Linked DNA regions of Danio rerio: region 1 is linked to region 2. The links are chromatin contacts, called in public HiCAR-type maps. All regions are on one chromosome and are shown on one strand. The core of a region is the stretch at or near the end of the contact, and the rest is flanking DNA. Distances in the headings are between cores, read along the strand shown. Region 1 holds the start of bcl2a (BCL2 apoptosis regulator a). Region 2 overlaps LOC141380726 (a long non-coding RNA gene).

The links. HiCAR-type assays count read pairs that join an accessible place to other places.
Region 1: a contact with region 2 is called in a HiCAR-type map of caudal fin, with 7 times the contacts expected there. The contact joins the promoter of bcl2a here to the enhancer-like site in region 2. A contact is called at or near these places in 9 of 18 Hi-C or Micro-C datasets (embryo, fibroblasts, hematopoietic stem cells and 2 more) and 2 of 4 datasets of contacts at active chromatin or transcription factors (caudal fin and embryo).

The regions. Positions count from the first base shown.
Region 1 is chr24:32,408,167-32,410,866 of GRCz12tu, reverse strand. bcl2a (BCL2 apoptosis regulator a) reads left to right here and starts at 1,270. Exons shown (of 2, transcript NM_001030253.2): 1 at 1,270-1,876. The coding sequence starts at 1,325.
Region 2 is chr24:32,300,467-32,303,166 of GRCz12tu, reverse strand. LOC141380726 (a long non-coding RNA gene) reads left to right here. Exons shown (of 2, transcript XR_012399454.1): 2 at 1-34. Among named protein-coding and RNA genes, the nearest start is that of bcl2a, 110 kb to the left of the region's middle. Within about 2 kb of position 1,271, at least 15 of the 62 cell types and tissues checked have an H3K27ac peak or open chromatin away from gene starts, as enhancers often do.

The DNA of each region.
Region 1 (2,700 bases), core at 21-2,520, 110 kb before region 2:
TCCTCTGTATACTGGATATACTAGGTATGTATTTCAGCATATTGTTCATATTGTCAACATTTCCAAATTTCAAGTAAAAACATTGTCATTTAGATTGTTTTTGTTGGAGAAAATGACATTTATTTAGCTACAATTAATGTAAAATATATGCAATTAATTGAACTAAAACAACCTGCATTATTATTTACTACACACAAATAATTCCACTTCTCCCCATAATTAATATAAGATTATTAGCATTATCCTTATGTCGGTTTGTAAATTACCACATAAAGTGTACACATCTAAACTGCACCATATTGCGCAGACAGTTAAAAAAAACAACAAAACAAAAAAAACATTTCAGTCGTTTGAGCAAAACGTGTTACGACACTTCTTGGTTCCCTAAGAAATTCATTTGTCAAAATGTGAAACCCCTGCACTTACAAACACGCCTGAAGTATGGAGTCCCGGGGGGATGTTGAAAAGAAGCTTTGACGAATGAAAAGAAGTGCACTTCAAACACCAACGCAGACACTATTAAATATCAACATCCTACTACGTATGCCAAAACAATGAATGGCGTGACGTAAGGAAGCCCGCCCCCTCGCAGAGAGTGCTCTTCAAACAGCTTCAGTTACAACAGTTTCTGACTGAGCGTCGCTTCAATGAACGCGCCAGCCTCGATGTCATTCGTCGGCGGTGACGGAGCACGCGTAAATTCTGCACGATCCGCACCGCGCGTTGGAGAAACTGCGTTTTGCCAAAACAGCATGGAAATATACTTGTCCATCTGACACGAGGAAAAGTGCTTCGTGCGCTGACTTGGTTGCTATTTTCTCTTCCGTCTTTTCTGGGACCTCGAATGTCAGTGGAATATTTAGAAATACTGCGTTTGCTTTTACTCTCTCCTTCAGTCCTGTAACGTCAACGACGTACGGTGTTTTTTGTATGTGAGTGCGCTTTTGGGTGGATATCCAGTGGAGTGTAATAGAAAAGCGCAGTGAGTTTGAGCAGTGAAGGGTCATTCCTCGCGCCGCGCTCGCGCACTGCAGCAACCGCCAATTCATCCATCAATCGGCGCGCTCTGGACGTGAGGGTTTGCAGCCAGTTCTGGATATAAAGTTAAAAACTAACATTTTAACGAGTCGCAACCAATGAATGTGATGCTAAATTATAACATTTGCCTCAGATATTGCATTTTAATGACAGAATTCACATCAGCGCGATGTGAATTTGACATTTTCCCCAGCTTTTCTCGTTGAGAGACCGTTTTTCCGTTACCATGCACTTCGAATAACCGACTCTTTCCTGCTCGCGCGCGTTTCTATCGTGATTTAAAACCATGGCTAACGAAATTAGCTATGACAATCGGAATATTGTGGAGAAATACCTCAAGCATAAACTTTCAAAGCGAGGATATGTGTGGAAATGTCAGTCCTCTGCTGAGGAAGATGACACCTTCAATAAAGCAGTGGAGGAATCCTCTCCAAACTCTGACAGGAGGCTTCAGGCTCCCTCAGCCGGCGGAGGGAACAACTCTGAATGCCTGATAGCCCGGGTCACTCGTTCAGACCCTCATTTGAGGCTCTACCGGGTGTTACGGGATGCTGGAGATGAAATAGAAAGGATTTACCAACGCGAATTTGAGGAAATGTCCCAACAAATGGTGTTCAACCCAAATTCTGCGCAACGCAGCTTTCTAACCGTGGCCGAAGAGCTCTTTAGAGACGGAGTGAACTGGGGGCGGATCATTGCATTCTTCGAGTTTGGTGGGACCATGTGCGTGGAAAGCGTCAACCGGGAGATGGCGTCCCAGGTAGATAATATTGCACACTGGATGACTGACTACCTGAACGGGCCACTGGAAAACTGGATCGAGGAAAATGGAGGTTGGGTAAGTTTATGGTCAAATGGTCGTGGCCTTTGCCCAGTCATTCATCATTTTATCTCTGCAGCTCAAGAAAATCACAATAACACAGCCTTGTTAAACATGACAGACCAGTAGTGTTTACTAATAAGTAAACAAGTATTATTTATTTCTAAGTGGAACCGAATGTCATCGTAATTAAAGTTTTCGTGACTTTGAGGATGTCTTTTCACTTTGAGACCTTTATACATTCTTTCATGTTTTATCTTGTAGTGTAATGAACCAAACACTAAAACATTACTCTTTCACACTTTATTTTCATTGTCCTTTTGTTGAATTTAAGTTACATTGCATCTGCATGCTGACTAATTCTTATTAGATTATGAGTAAACTGTTAGGTTGGGGTTAGGGTTAGTGTAAGTTGACATGTACTTGCAAAGTTTCTTTTAGTCAGTTAAATGTCTGTTGAAGGGGCAGTATCAACAGATATTAAGCAGTCTGCTAATACTCAAGTGTGGACCATCAAAATAAAGTGTTAACCATTTCTCTAATATATTGCATAGCCTATATATAGCAAATTAAAGGATGTTAGATATTTATATTGAGTCCTGTCCAAACTTCCTTTATAAAAATGTCTTTAAAATGAATAATGGTATCTTTATGGTGTGTAAGTTGAGTAGGAATAATTTACAGTTTCAGTATAAGGCAATGAAAGGAGTTTAGCCCATTCTTTCTGCAGTGGTACTTAGAGTGGGTTGTTTGAATGGAGCGTATTTGAGTTTAGTCAGCTTTGGTTTTGACAGTTCAATCAAGGTGAGAGTGATGGTTCAATCTATGTAAGCCACACCTCC
Region 2 (2,700 bases), core at 22-2,521:
GAAAAAATAAAAATAAAAAAATCCCTCAGTCACATTCTCGACTCTTTTATTAGTTAACAAAAATGTCAGTACATTTTTCAATTACAGTTATCATCATCACTTATTTTTATTTCGTTTTTATTTAGAAACTTGTTCGTCACGAAAATTGTGACGAAAATTTTTCGTCAACGAAATTAACAGTCTGACAATACATAAAATAGTCATGTTTTTAGTGAGATCGGGCTAATACATGATGATGTTAGTGTTTTCATAATTTTTTGTTCAACAACATGTTTTAAAACAATTTAAAATTTTTTATTGAATGTCTAACAAAACAGCAATTGTGCTTCATCTTTTATTAAACAAGGGGGAAAATTATATATTTTTTCCACTATATTTTGCCTAAATTTCTTTCATGTTCATGTTCAAGTCACATGAGAAATTTAAGACGCAAAACATATCGATGAATGTTGGCCAACATTTGTTGCCATAAAAAATAATTACAGCTAGTGCGAGTAGCTCACCAAATGGCACCATCTAATAGAGAGCAGTGGACACCTAAAATAATGTTGTCTTTATTAAACCTTTATTGGGGTTTTACCTCATATTTGGGAGCCATTATTTACATTTTATTAAACCACAAAAGTCTGTTGCTCTTTTTAATGTAACAGATGACAAAATTGCTTGTAATATAATCTATTGGTATAATATAGTCTATTGGTGTTAATGCTAACTACTATAGGCTAGTTATTATTATTATTGGATATGAATGTGTCTTAAGTGCTGCATCCCAACACAATCTCACGGCAATTCGTAACTTTTTCATTTAGTGGCTAATTCGTATGAATTCGTACGATCTAATTCGTACAATTTAGTACGATTTGCTTATCCTCAGTGTTTTGCCTACAAATGTATGTCAGTTTGTTTCTAAATATGCTACAATTTATATATATATATATATATATATATATATATATATATATATATATATATATATATATATATATATATATATATATATATATATAAATCTGAGCATGGATGGAGCTATTAGGGTCTGTGCTGAAGACAAAGACTTGGTGTAACTTAACCCAAAAATAACTCTTGTCTAATGTGTGTGTGGTGAACAGTGACTGTGGGGCTCTCTGCCAGTCTGACACAATGAGCACAAGCCCGGCCGGCTGTTAGTTTTACTAGGTCACCAGCAAACACATTTATCCTTGAGGTGAGCCTAGTGCTTCAGGGAGGGCGAACACAATGGCGAACTTGTCAAAACTGAATTGAGCTGAGCGCGGGAAAAAAAAGCGCGCAGTATTTGTCCAGAGAGCGGGAATCTACGGGGACAAGCGACTGAGCGACTCACAAAATGTTTACAAAGGCTGTCGGTGCATTTTTCCCACAAACCTGCTACCACAGCAGAAATGACCACGGCTGGAGAGGGGTTTGTTAATATTTGAGAGTGAGAAGGACCGGTTGCTAAACAAACACAATCAGGATGATGAGACCATGGAGACAGTGCTGTGGAGATGTTGAGGTATTTTAAGTGATGTGCGGTCAGGTATGCGTGACCCTAAAAACTGAAGCTGTAGATTATTTACTTTGCTCGTTTACAGTTCAGCATGCTCTTTCTAAGGTTTTGTTCATAGTAAATAAAAACTTCAAGTGTGTGATAAAACTGTAAATTCTAAACAAATTTAAGCCCACTAAAATTCGCAATTAAAAAAGGTGATTATGAATTTCCAAGAACAAAACAAAAATAACCTTAAAAACATGAATCAATGCTGATTTTATTTAGCCTAGTCATCCAAAGCATATTAATTAGATATGGGTTAGTTATATAATTTATAATAGTTGAATTATTTGAGCATTTAGACCCACACCTACTTTGAGAATGAATAAAACTAAGAAAAGACAATGAGGTCCAAACTACTGTGACAATACAAGAACTAAAAAAAAATAATTCATTTTCCTTCGGCTTAGTTCCTTATTTATCAGGGGTCGCCACAGCGGAATGAAACGCCAGTTTATCCAGCATATGTTTTACACAGCAGATACCCTTCCAGCTGCAACACAGTACTAGGAAACATCCATTCACACTACTATGGCCAATTTAGTTTATTCAATTCACCTATACACACATGTCTTTGGACTGTGTGGGGAAACCGGAGCACCCAGAAGAAGCCCACAAGAACACGAGGAGAACATGCAAACTTCACACAGAATTGCCAACTGACCCAGCCGAGACTCGAATCAGTGACCTTCTTGCTGTGAGGTGACAGTGCTAACCATTGAGCCACCGTGCCACTTTTAGTCTACTCATCCAAAGCATATTAATTAGCCTAATAAGATATGCATTAATTATATAATTTATAAAATAATTTAATTATTTGAGCATTTAGAGACCCAAACCTACTTTGAAAATTAAGTAATTGAGAGAAGACCATGAGATTAACTACTGTGATCAATTTAACGAGATCATTAATAGGCTATATGCAAATGCAATGAAAACTCCATCAAATTTGTTTGCAACTAATATTAAATGCATCAAATAAAAAACAAGCACTTGGAAATACCTAAATAAGAATATAGAAGATGAAGAAGGAAACTAAAAACATGAAATGAGAAGACTGATATAATATGAGCCCCCCCCCCCCCCCCCCCCCCCCCTCAAAAAAATAGTGAAATTATTACATGACCTTATGAAAATGAATGACCTTATTT